Linked DNA regions of Mus musculus: region 1 is linked to region 2. Evidence: chromatin contacts called from public Hi-C data. All regions are on one chromosome and are shown on one strand. Each heading gives the region's core, a stretch centred on a gene start, on an enhancer-like site or on the middle of the called end of the contact. The rest is flanking DNA. Distances are from core to core; before and after follow the strand shown.

What was found. A called contact is a pair of places that touch in the nucleus more often than the background predicts.
Region 1: a contact with region 2 is called in a Hi-C map of embryonic stem cells, with 2.5 times the contacts expected there. The contact joins the promoter of Ttc29 here to the enhancer-like site in region 2. A contact is called at or near these places in 12 of 39 promoter capture datasets (the 3T3-L1 cell line, 3T3-L1-derived adipocytes, the C10 cell line and 7 more), 3 of 15 datasets of contacts at CTCF or cohesin (the G1E-ER4 cell line, embryonic stem cells and stem cell-derived epiblast-like cells), 71 of 484 Hi-C or Micro-C datasets (ECoMG myeloid progenitors, ECoMG-derived neutrophils, the G1E-ER4 cell line and 23 more), 16 of 115 datasets of contacts at active chromatin or transcription factors (acute myeloid leukemia, astrocytes, bone marrow-derived dendritic cells and 2 more) and 3 of 9 other capture datasets (embryonic stem cells, liver and pancreatic islet).

Annotation. Positions count from the first base shown.
Region 1 is chr8:78,210,614-78,217,407 of GRCm38.p6, reverse strand. Ttc29 (tetratricopeptide repeat domain 29) reads right to left here and starts at 4,066. Exons shown (of 14, transcript NM_183096.3): 1 at 3,860-4,066; 2 at 3,337-3,400. Gm39202 (a long non-coding RNA gene) reads left to right here and starts at 4,115. Exons shown (of 3, transcript XR_878950.3): 1 at 4,115-4,558.
Region 2 is chr8:78,064,928-78,071,590 of GRCm38.p6, reverse strand. No RefSeq gene overlaps it. Among named protein-coding and RNA genes, the nearest start is that of Gm6360, 4.2 kb to the left of the region's middle. Within about 2 kb of position 2,845, at least 7 of the 459 cell types and tissues checked have an H3K27ac peak or open chromatin away from gene starts, as enhancers often do. A contact at or near this core is called in embryonic stem cells, where this site is marked.

The sequences.
Region 1 (6,794 bases), core at 2,817-5,316, 140 kb before region 2:
TGACATTTCCCTTATGGGAGTGGACACTCAAAAAAGTAGACATCAGTTACATGAGCAAAATAGACAGAGCATCATATGGTGATAAAAAAAAAACTTCATAGACGAAATACAACACAAGTGCTAAGCAACAGTGGAGGACACATGAGACAAGAAGACACTGTTAAACTTAGGGAGTCTTGAAGCTACCGTAGAAACTCTCGTGTTTTCTTTATTGACGTGATACTCTTTCTACTGTAGGTCTTCCAGATACCAGGATCCACCCTGGTTCCTTTGGGGTGACACACTTTCAGCTTCACTTTGAAAGGTTTACTCTGATTCTTCTGAGATTAAGACACGGAAAGGAATGCCAGGATGCAGAAGGACTACTGTTGAGGCATCTATGAAATCTGGCAGGAGAGGTATGTGGGAGGAGATGTAGTCAGACCTGTGACAGAGCCGTCTACAGACAGTGAACTGCTAAGATACCCATGGGCCTGGGATAGGGTAGGGGGACACCAAGACTACACAGGAAGGCTTGTGAAAGTCAGTTCGATAGGTTTGATCTCATGTTTCTAAGAACAATTATCACATCAGACTAAAGTATTTCTGCATAATTAAAGAGATAATTTAAATACAGATTAGTATTTTATTTCTGATACATTAGAATCTTATTACCCTGTTTATGACATGATTAACTGCATGAATCATAAACATATTCTATGTTTTTATAACATGTGCATATAGCTATGCAAATGCTTAGCTGCACAGTTAAAGCACACAGTCTGAACAGAAAGTAGTTTTTCTGCAGAATAAGCAACAGAAGTGAATGGTAATTACAAGGGATAACTTCATAATATATTAGCTTTGTAACTCAAAAAGATCTTTTTTTTTTTCTGATCAAAAGTTATATCAAGTTGGTTTATCTGGATGCCCAGAATTTATTAAATCGAAGTCTTGAACATAACATGTGATAGAAAGTTAATTCTCATGGATGTACTTAAAGGAACACCAAAAGGCTCCCCTAGCCTTTACAGAAGCTTACACCAGAATCCATGAAACCTTTATTGCAGAGTATTCAGCATTATGAAGTACAGTGGAGTGAATTCAGTTTTAAGTCCCCAACTAATGGGTTTCTAAGGGGAATAAAGACACCAAGAGCTACCACACCCTCCATTCAGCATACTCCATGTTTCAGAGGGAATGCATACTGAGGCCCCATTCTGCTTTCCAGGGCATTACAGGATGGTCTATGGAGCCAAGGAGTCTGAGTAGATATAGAGGCCTTTAAAAGATTCACCAAGGAGTTTCTCACATACCAGACAGACTCAGTTATGTATGCGCGATGCGGCAGTGTCAAAGAGTTCTGATATGGCCCATATACTCCACCTTGCCACCCCTCAAAATGGGCCTTCCTGTATGTTATACAAAAAAACAAGTGGGCTAGCTAAAATTTTCCAGAAAATATAAGCATATAATGAAATCAAATGCAAATGATATACTCGGGAACGAATCTGTGGCTTCGTTGTCACACATATCAACTGCAATTTTTTTTTCATATTGTAAGTCAACGATTCCAGCATTAAAGTTTCAGCTGCCAGCTCCTTCATTTTGCTCTCCTCTGATCTGAGAGCAGGAGCAGCGGGAACACCTTTACTCTTAAATTTAGTTTAATGTAAGTATTGCAAGCCCTGCTGGCAAGCCTCAAGGCACAAACTCTGAATGAGGGGTGGTCAGAGCTGAATTATAACGTGGGGGGAAAAGTTATTAACTGCATGCTGGAGAAACCTCACTCGACCCATCTGCGCTGGAGAATGGAAGCTAAGCCTTGGGGTGGATGTCTGGCAGGCTCTCTCTCCTTGGTCTCAACCCACATCCTACCTTGCCTATGATTGCTAAGCAAAGGTATTTTATTTTCTGTAATCAGTGGGTGGTTGCCACTTCGTCTATTTATACAATAAAAGTGTGTAGTTTGAATTACAGGCTTCATGTGGCATTTGAAATACACTCAATATTCAGGGTGTTCCTGTACCAAATTATTTTCCTCTCTTTGATGCCTTATAAGTTTGATCTTATGTTTCTTTTTATTAAGGCAGGAAGTAGCTACATTCCCACAAGTAACAGCAGCAGAGGAGGACAGAAGAAGAGGAAGGGAATGCCAGTGTGTGGAGGAAGCTCTCATTTCAGGCTTGTTCTGTTTTAGAGTGACAAAAGCCCCTGTTCACTATTAATGCGACTTGAGTCATTTTCCCATGATTCCCAGCCCTCGCTGTCCTAACTTCAGCTCAGCAATAAGGAACTTAGTCCATTCCTGCTGTGCACTACCTGGCCTAGGTCAGCAGTAAAAATGGAAGCCGCCCTCAACCCTTGGCCATCGGGTCCACCCCAACTCATCCCTACAGAAGAAAGCTGCAGGCAGGCAATCACTCAGTGAGAGAGAGGGAGGGAACCTCTGAAGCTGGTACCAAAATGTACTCAGGCCCTGGAACCCAGGCTGAAGCAGTGCACTAGGGAGGACCCAGGGGGCATTTCCCCCTCCTCTCCAATGCCAGTGAACGGGCAGTGCTACACGTGGCTGAGGCAGAGATCAAAAGGCTGCCTGGAGCCATTCTACAGTTGGTATTCAGAAAAGATTTGGCACATCCTTTGATCTGCTGGTTGGCACTCACATCAGCTGCAGTTACAGCCTCTGAGTTTGGCCCCCATGTACAAAGACAAATGAGAATGGAGAAGCAGGGGAGAAAGGTTTGAGAGTTCTGGGTCAGGCTGTATGTGTCCCGTGGTGGGAGTTTACATTTCTGGCTCCCAAGTGAAACTCTTCAAAGTGTAACCCTTGTGCCCACTCCCCCTTGACATGTCCCCAACAGGATCCACAAAAGGAGAGCAGATGACTGTGTCCTCTGCAGTGGCAGTTCAGAGAGGGACGAGTCTTAATGACTGCATTTCCAGGTCCAGCCACTGTGACGGTGAAAGCTGAGATGAGGGAAATGGAGCCAACAGACCCAGCAGAGAAATGATTATGCATCACTGAGAAATTCAAAATAAATATGATCTCCCCCCTCTATGATACAAAGTCATTCTTATGATTCAGAACTTTTTATATAAGAATTCTTTAGCTCCAAAAACATGAAGGGAACCACAGGATACATTTAGTAGACTATTTTTACATGATTGAAAAACAAGCTCACATAAATAAGTTTGAAATTTTGGATACTCCTAGCATGTTGTGGTAGACAGCTGGATGGGTTGTGAAATAAATAGTAACCACACATTTCCCACCACCTAACATTTAGTAGTAATGCAATCAAAACATCAGGTAGGGAAAGCCTTAGACGGTAAGGCACATTTTATCCAACTTACATTTGCAGATAACCGATTGCTCTGGGCTCTTAGAGGCCTGTCTGAAAATTCTGTAAGCAAAATACTACAGCAAAGAAAAGAGAAAAAAATGTTTAAATACCTAGCAAAATAATTCCTCTGTGCTCCTCATGTCAAGAAACAAGGCTCACTCACACCAGTGGATAATTAAGTAGCAGTACTGTGCACCCAGCATATATCATATATTTAAATGAACTAAAAAGTAAAACATCCCAGTTAGACACTAGGAAACTAATCACTAATTCAACAAAATGCCCCCCACCCCACCCCAAACATCTGAAACTCCAATATGGTTCAGGATGGTTCTTTCTCTGACATTTGTGAGCCCGAGATGTTTTTAATGACAGCTGATCCTTCTGTTTCCACCCACCTCGGAACAGGTCTGCTGTGCCTAGAGAGGTTTGGTTTTTCTTGGCCCACCAAGGTCCAAGGGGCAAGAAGAGCGCCTTCTGCGAGGGAATTGATTTGGGGGGATGAGTGGAGAGGGCCTTTTCTCTCCTCTTACCCAAGCTGGGGCCCAAGTAATGGAAGAAGGGGTTCTTGGAAAGGAAGAGCCGCCCACTCTTCTGGGAGCTGACCAGGTCCTGTCCCCAGCCTTGCCCCACAAACCTTAGAAAACTAGCTCTGGGCCTGTGATTCTGTGTCCCTGACTAAGCTTCTGCAGGCGGTGGGTGCTGGGCGCGGTACTCTCATCCCAGATTGTTGGCCTGGCTTGGTGCAGACAGGGGACGCTGAAAGCGTCTCCATGGAAACAGAGGGGCTCGGCGGGCCAGATGGAGGCGTAGTTAGGCTAAAATGGGCTTTAGGATTGGTCAGCTCCAAGACTCTTCAAGTGAGGGGGCGGTGCTTGGAGAGTGGGCCTGTTAGTGAGTGGGCGTGGCCTGCAAGAGGATCTGGTTCCTCCAGTGAACCCGCCAGAGAAATTCCCACAATCCAAGGGCCTTCTGAATGCCCCTGAGTTGTTTCCTTTTTTCAGTATTTCCATGCATTCAATTATTTCTTGTGAATATGCAATTGATTATTGTGACTACCTATAGCCAGCACCATCTCTTGTCTACACCAGGAGAGCCTCATCTGTTCTCAGGAATTCATTTTGTAGCTTTAAAGTAACTCCATTTGACCCGTGTGAATTCTCTCCCGGACTCTGCTCTCTGCTGATTTTCTGCACGAGTGTTTGTGAGTTCTATTTGCTGTCATCTCACAGGTAAAGATCTCTGAGTTAGAGGTCTAGAAAACTCTCTCTCTCGCTTGTTTGTATTTATTCTCCCCGCTTGCTGTTCCTAACTCTCTGGAAAGTCTATGACTGATCTTGTGCTGAACATGAGGTTCCTTAGAGATAGATCTTTGCAAATGAAAGAAAACTCAAACAAAAATAAAGGGGAAACAGTTTCCTCCAAGTGAATGTTGCTGGCTTCAGCTAGTTTTTTTTTTTTTTTTTTTTTTCTCAAGGGACTTGGACCCTTCTGAAAGTACTGAGGACTTAAGGACATGCCGATCTTTACCCACATAAAATTAATCTCACTTTATTCTTTTCACTTATAGATGTCTTTACTATGAGCCTATCTTCCCCGAAAGTGTCAGCTAAATGTGCGTTTTTGTCTTTCCTTTCTCTTGTCCTGTAATAGCATGGGGACAGGAATGTGGTATGTATTCACACAGGATTTTTAATTAAATGAATGATTGACAGGGAAGACAGAAATTCCTCCAATTGATTCTCTCTTCCCTGTCTAGAATTCAAAGTGGAGTGGGAGAAGATACAGATGACCACTTAAAGCTGTTACTTACCTACGATATCCAGAGTATCTTCTGATCTGTGCTCTGAAGATGGGTATTTAGGATAAGTTAAAACTCTCTTCAAATGCAAATTCTAATCCTCCAGTGGATGCCACCACATCCTAACCACTTCCCATAATAGATCTCAATACAGTGTGACATCCCGCTCTCAATCCTGATAGGAAAGTTTCCCTGAGGCCTCCTGTTTTGACTCCGGTGTTTTATTGCATGTGTCCCCTTGCAACACTGAAGAAAGAATATTCTAGGCAATCTGAGTTCTTTTGGGGATGACATTGTCTGACTTTTCCCTACAAACATTGATAAAAATGTACACCTTTGGTACTTAGAAAGTATCCTTTTACATTTGCCATTCCCAGAAGTAGTGATGAGACCCTGGAAACCCATTTCCTTGTCCCTCCTGTGTTGGTGATCTACTAAGAAGATCTATGTTGTCAATGACAGTCACAAGCCTTAGTTGCCTAAAACATCAAAGCCATTTCTGAATTATGCTGTGTGCTGTCACAAGTCAGCCTTGGGTTCTACTCTTTGCTACTGTCATAGCAGACCTGGGCTGAAGGGACTGCTGCCAGGGCATGCCTAGCCTGTGGAGAGATGATGATGGAGGAAAATTGCTCATTGGCTTCAAAGGCTTCATTTAGAATAAAAGCAACAGCTTTCTCTCACATTTCATTGGCCACAACTCACATGATCCTGCTCAAGTATAAGAAACAAGGAAACTGTCTCCTTACCCCGTGTTTGAAAGAGAAACCAATCACCTGTAAATGACAGGGGAACTAGTCACAGTGGCTCTTTCCAGTGCCACCTTACGTAGCTGAGGCTTCCCTGAAATACCTGATCCTCCGAGTACAGGGGTTTTGTGGAAGAACCCTTCAGTCAACATCTTGTATATCCTTCCTCACATTTACATAACTGTAAGCTGTTACTTTACAAATAGTTTCCTTTTAAAATGTTTTCTTCTTCTACCATTCTGATTACTAGTATTGAGTCCCCTGACTTGAATTTTTAACCCCTAACAAATACATTTTCCATTTTCATTCTTTTACCATTTTGTTACATATTATTTGTAAAGTTTTTGAAAATATTACTTGTCAGCTCCTTACTAATGCTTTGTCTATGGAAAGAATCATATGTTTTGTATCTCTAAAGCCTCTCTTATGTTGCTTCATTAGATTTATTTTCAGTGTGTGTGTGTGTGTGTGTGTGTGTGTGTGTGTGTGTGTGTGCATGTAGAGGCAGGAGTTTGAGAGTGAGTTTGGTTTTTCTTCTTCTGTTCTGTGGGCCCCAAAGTTCTCTGGGCTTTGAGATAAGTGCCTTTCCCTGCTGACCATTTTGCTGGTCCAGGATCAGCTTCTAGTTGGAGGTGCTGGCCCTACAGGGCTCTGTACATGCTAAGTATACACTCTACCATTGAGCTCTGTTACCACTGTTGTTAATACATTCTTTTTCATGAACAGAACTTCTCAATTATCACTGAACATATCATATTTTTAAGGCTATAATTGTTTTCTATAAACTGTATTTGCCTACAGGAAAGTTTTTCTTTGTTTAATGTTGACATTTTTATAAAGCCAATTATACTTGACTGCTATAGTGCTTATCAGTAGGTTCAGCTGCCAGTAACAGAAATCAACAATAAGAGAAGTGGA
Region 2 (6,663 bases), core at 1,596-4,095:
TTGGAGTTAGAGATGCTCAGTGGCTGAGCGGTTCCTCTTGCGAAGGACCCCATCACCAGTCCAACATCTTTTCCCGTCTTGCTAGTCACCACCACTCATGAGCCACACCCACACATAGGCAGACACACCCTCACACAAATCATTTTTAAAAGTAATTAAAATCCCCTTTTAAAACGATGTCTCACAGTGGGCTGGAGACATTTGCTCCTTGCGTTTCTTCAGATCATCTGAGCTGTAACTGCCCTGGTCTTGGTTTGTCAGTTAATTGTCTTTGTATTATTTTTTCATGCTTATTGCCCAAATAACTCCACCAAGCCTCAGTCAGAGCAATAAGTAATAATGATTATGGAGAAATATGGTTAAAAAAAAAAACTAGAAATGTAAACTTTTGGTGTTTCTGCAGGCACTGGGCATTTCCATAGGAAACAGTCATTCTCTTTTCGGTGGGTAGTGCAAAGGCCATGGCTCTGCTAAAGGCCTACGTCACAGAGCTACGTCACAGAAACTCCCACTTAGTATTGCCAATAGCATCTGGTAACCCTGGGCCTCCCTAATGAAGCTGCACACACCGCCAGGCACCCCTCCCCATGCTGCTGTCTGTAATCTCCAGACTCTTTGGGGGTCACTGGTTTCTTCCTCCAGATGCCTGTTGCATGCTGTTGATCAGCAATGTTCCCCAGGTGCACAGACACGGGACAAGAAGAGTGTAGAACTGAATAAGGCTGCCTTGCTCGGCTCCTAAAAGGTCTGCATGTTTAGACACTGTTGGTAGGACAATTGCTTGAGAAAAATATTGCAAGTGTCATGACCAAACTACACCCAATTTCCTCTAACTTCTGTGCCCAGAAAAATGTGGTGACTTTTCCCTAAGATTCAGTGAAATAATAAAGAGACAGAAAATTCACTCATCTGAACACAGGGCTAATCTTGGGTCCAGATTCTCTGATTCCTCCCCCTTCCAACCCCTACCCCCATCCCTGCCCACCAAGTCATAGACTAGAGAAGGGCACATGGGAACACTTCAAAACAGAGAGAGGGAGCTGGGAACAGCCTCAGTCATGAACACACACAGGCACACAACACACACATGCACACATACACAAATACACACACATACATGCCCATAATTTTAAAAATAATTTTAAAACGTCTTCAAAGCTCAAGGAGCTTCAAGTGTGCCTCATAGGAGGTCAAGGTTGACTGTACATATACTAAAATTTCCTTCAGTATCTGTATGTATGTCATTACTCGGTCTCCCAGGGAACGAGCATGCGCTTTAGCAGAAAATAAGTATAACCAGTAGGTAAGAGTATGAGTATCTGTAACTATGCGCATTAATAAGTAGCAATGACTATGAACGTGTCAATATCAATGACAACTTTTAAAATAACCATGATGCTAAATAATCATGGACATAAAAATGTGGTAGATGATGCAAGGATTTCTGTTTGAGATGTTCCGTGCTGTCCTTGCTATCTTTGATCGTCTGTATCATATGATCTGCTTCTGTGCTGTGACACCTGAGAATAAGTGATGGAAAATGTGAGTTATTAACGTCACGGTAATCTCGCTCCATACCCCAGGAGCTGGAGCTGGAGAATACAGGTTTCCCTGTCAGCTGGGGTCCATGCGCCAGGGACAGTCACTTGGCTTCTTTAGACTTTTGATCTCCATGTTGAAGTTTTTGAGACTGATGTTTAAAAGTGTTGACAACAGACAGTATACATTTGCACAAACTCTAAGTCTCCTGTAAAGGTTGCTTGGATTAAATAAGAAATCATCTTGTTATTCCTTTGTTTTTGCCCTGACACTGGGCAGTGATTCTGGAGCCTGCCCTTGCTGAGGAAGCTCTACCACTGAGTCACTTCTCAAGTATGTAATGGCTTTAAATTTTGAGGCAAGGTCTCCCTGAGTTCCCCAGGCTGAGCTAGAACTCACTTCATGGCCCAGGCAGGCCTTGGCTTTCTGATCTTCCTTCCCCAGTCCCCAAGTGCTGGGATCACAGCAGGGCCATCATTTTGTTAAAAGCTAGGCTCTTCATCAGCACTTTCTCTGTAAGTGAGGGGTAGTACTGGAATGAGGAGCATCTCCATAGGTGGATGTTACTTTGTCACTAGCCTTCAGAAGAGTATATTCAGACCCACTTGAGTTTTGACAAAAGGCTATGAAACAAACAGCTGAAAAAAAAGAAAGAAAGAAAAAAAGACAGGAAGGAAGGAAGGAAGGGAGGGAGGGAGGGAGGGCGGGAGGGAGGGAGGGAGGGAGGGAGGGGGAGAGAGAGAGAGAGAGAGAGAGAGAGAGAGAGAGAGAGAGAGAGAGAGAGAGAGAGAAAATTAAAACTATGGACATGCCTTGTTGCTCCACCTGCGATCTTGTGTTCAGACATGGAATGCCCAGAGAACTTGAGCAACAGTAAGGAGCTTTTGGAGGCAATTGCTACTCACAGTATCGGGAGCACCCAGCTATCTTATGTGAAATTCTTTTCATCTTCCCTCCACTCTCTTGTGAAAAGCAGGAGGCTTTCTGAGAGGCACAGACATTCTCAGTCTTTGCAACAAGACAGCTTTCTTGCTGGTTGAGCTCAGGAGAGGCAGGGCAATTTTGTGTTAAACAGACTCAGAAGATGACAGGAAGGAGGTAAGTTTATAGCCGGAAATCCATATGCAAACCGTCCCTTGGAAGGTTGCTTTTTACTGTCTTGTACAAAGTTAATGGAAACCAAGGAGCTACCATTCCAGAATCTTCGTCTCCTTTAATCCTTAATGACGAAATAAAAATGGGCAGCCTGTATCCTGCAGCAGCTCCAGCCAGCAGACCTCTAGGAAACAAGGCTCCCTACAGACTTTCCCTTGATCTTAAAGCTCAACTTGAAACATTTATATGCACAGAGCACCTGGCCGGGAGATGTGAGAAGGGCCTTTTTTTCCCCTCCACCTTGGCTCTATTTCTTTCTTTAATAATAAATTCTCAGGTTTCTTTCTTCCCTTCCTGAAAATTGATTCTATTCTAAGTAGTGTTTTTTGTTCTTTCTTAATAGTTTAAGGAAAGCAAGACAAACTTGAAAACCCCCCATTAACACCCGTCAGGGGTCCTGCCTGCCCACCTGTATCATCTTTGTTTTTCCAAAGATGAAGCAGAAAAGTCAAGTCAGGGTTGATTAATTCTAATCAGGTTGAGGACTTTCTTTGTTTGAATTCAAAGGGCTCCAGGTAACCTATTGTGCAGCTTAGTGGCAAGGGCTGCGCAAATCTTCTCTTGTACCCCCTGCGTCGTGAAGAAGCAATGAGCTCACAAACTTGTTCTGACTGCTGCTCCCGCTCGCTCAAACATGCAGGTGTGCACACACTGTCACTCGCTTAAACACGCAGGTGTGCACACTGTCAGGTGTTAAACAAAGGAGGAAAGCTGGAGCTGGTCCTAAAATGTCATCGTCATCTGGGGTATGTCCTCAACGGAATTATAATGCACTTCATGCTACAATGACATTTGGTCCAACAAGAAAGTGTGTGCCGGATGCAAGACAGACACCTCACTTTTATTTTGCAACAAATATATTTAAAGGAAGAAGAACAATTTCGAAATATCACTGGGCTGTGTTCTTTCTTCCATCTTTCTGTTCTCTCCTTCTTCCCGGGCTTCACCTCATGGAAGATTTTACGAAGTCAAGCTTAAAGACTGTGGTACAAAATGATAAAGAAATCACTGATATTGGGACAGAGGAGCTAAAAGGCAAGACATGAACAAGGAAGGAGATTTCTAAAATATACAAAGCAAGTCCCTGCTCTGTAGCTATGGCAGGATACAAGGTACACATTTGGCTTTCCATATACCACCCACCACCACCCTACGCTGTGCCCCAGCAAGGCTCTCAGGTGGCCAATTTACTGCCCCCCCCCCTCTAACCCTGCCCTCTTTAGGCTCATTCTCCAAGACCAAGTGCTACTTGCATTCAGCCAACAGATGAAAGGAGGCTCTCCTTTGCCCACAGTATTTAGGATTAAGGTCTAGTTGCTCACTGCAGCATCTAGACTTTCATAGCTAGACACTCGACAGCTTTCAGGCTCTCTGGCTGTCCCAGCCTCCCTTGCACACACCCTTTGGCCAGCCCACACTTCCTTCAGCATGTAGACTCCATCCTTCTCTGTATCACTTTGTTAGTCGGCTTCTCTGCCTCTCCACTCTGGGTCACTCATACTCTTCAGGCTGATAGTGCTCCTGTGTAGGTCCAACCTATGCTTCTTAATCCTGATGCCTCCAATGCTTCAGTGGTCAGCGGGTACTTAGCAACATGCACCTCTGGGGCCCGGAGTCGGGTTTTAGAAGTGCTTTGGTCTGTTTTCCCCTGGGGCCTGACAGTGTACTATTGCTAATATATTATTATGTCACAAATAGACAACTGTAACAGTCTGAGACATAGCTCAGAAAAAGAATGCTTGGCTAGCACCTGTGATTTCCAGAGCCATAAGTAAGAATGATACTTTTAATGGAACAACAAACGGGCTGGCATCTATTAAGTGTCCCTGAGCAAGGTAAGGTCCTAAGTGTTCTGTCTTCACAGCCGTTGCCCACACTCTGCATGGGAAAGCAGGCCACGAGGCGGCTCATTATCAGTTCTTTTTCACAGATGAGGCATGCACGCACAACTTTGGTGGGTGAGTGTGCACTTGGATGCCAGCCTGGTCTTTTAAGAACTGAAAGTTTGCTGTCTGCCTAGTTAGTGGTCTATGCTACCTTCCCTGTGGCAAGTGAGTCTCCCAGCAGCATGTGTGATGAAAGAAAAATGTTCAACTCCCAGAATTCATGAGAGCTGAAAGAAAAGCAGAGAGAAAGAAAGCAGGAAAGGAAGGAAGGAAGGAAGGAAGGAAGGAAGGAAGGAAGGAAGGAAGGAAAGAGGGAGGGAGGGAGGGAGGGAGGGAGGGAGGGAGAGAGAGAGAATTGATGGGGTGGGGTGGGCATCTATAATTAAGTATTTTCCTCCTGTGTAACATTTGAGGTCAGTAGCAGCCTAGCTTGGCCTTGAAAGTCTGAGTAACAGGTTTTCCACAGCACGGCCTCTTCCTGAAGTCCCTCATTTGGAGGCAATGGCATCTGTTAAGTTCAGACACATCCCCCCCCCTCCCCCGCTCTGCAGGGCTGGCCTACACGGCAGGCTTGCCTCACTTACCTAAATCAAATCCAACAAAAATCCACACTCATTCCACAACTGTTCCCCAGGAGAAGAGAGGGGAAGAAGACGGTGAGTGGGAAGAGAAGGTGACCATCCTAACCCAAAGGACAAGAGCCTCCAGGGCATTGTCTCTGCCAGCGCCTCCCACGGTGGAGGTGGAGCCTGGAAAACCAGGCCCAACCGCGATCAGCCTTTCTGCACCCCACAGGTCTTAGCTCAGGGCTTTTGGGGTCCTTTCTGCTCCAAAGGCTCCAAGATCTTTGCCCGCTCACCTGGGGACCTATCATTTTCTTTAGAAGATAAATCACTCACATCCTGACCAAAAAAAAAAAAAAAAAAAAAAAAAAAACGGGTCGAGCAAGGCAGTTCTGTCTGCCTCCTCCCTTAGGTCTAAGTGCCAAAGAGACAAACAGCCCTGAGATGAACACACACAACACACATATGCTCACAATCACACATGAATACTCAACATTTCTCTGTCACTCACTCAGATACACACATGCTCTCTCTCTCTCTCTCTCTCTCTCTCTCTCCTAGCCACACCCACACACTCACACACAATAAGTGTGCACCCTCACACACCTTATTTTGTGCTAAAAGTGTCTGCTTGCACAGTGGTACTTCTGGACCTATTTGAGTTTATCTGCTCAAGCAACTGATCTTTCACCAACTATTACTAAATCCACCAAGTGTGTCACAACCTTGGAAACTTCTAAAAGTCTCACAGTATCCATCCTCTCTCCCCTCCTTTGCTACAGTGCAAATGCAAATCTAGAACCTAAACACAGGACCTAGTCTAGAGAAAACAGAGTTGCTCTTTGATAGCTACAGTGTAACACCTCAATAGAATCAGCCCTCTCCTCGTGTGCTCATCTGTGGAAGAGACAGGCCCTTGCCTGTGCATCTGTGGAGGGAACAGCCTTACTCCTAGTCAGGCATTTGCAGTATGGCCCAAACTCTGTAAACCAATGCATCTGATTCTATCAAGCAGGAGATGATAAAAACCTATTTGTAGGAGAGGCAATTTCACTGTCTACTAGATAGCCACAAAAGTTAGAATTCTTCAGCTTGGGTTTATACTATATTTCATGAATGAATTTTAAAATTATATCTGGAGAGCCGGGTGTGGTGGCACACGCCTTTAATCCCAGCACTTGGGAGGCAGAGGCAGGCGGATTTCTGAGTGTGAGGACAGCCTGGTCTACAAAGTGAGTTCCAGGACAGCCAGGGCTATACAGAGAAACCCTGTCTCGAAAAATAAAAAATAAAAAAAAAATTATATCTGGAGTTTCCTTTAATGAAATACTAATGATTTCAAATCATCTTATTTTCAGCTAATCACTCCATAATTATGGGATAATGGCATACTTAAAAATCATTGGGAACAGAAAATTGAACTTAGTGAGAAGCAAGTCCATACTTTAATTAAAAAAAAAATATGACAAACATATACAGAAAAGAATCTACATTTTGGTCCTAGCAAAAAATAAAGTGTG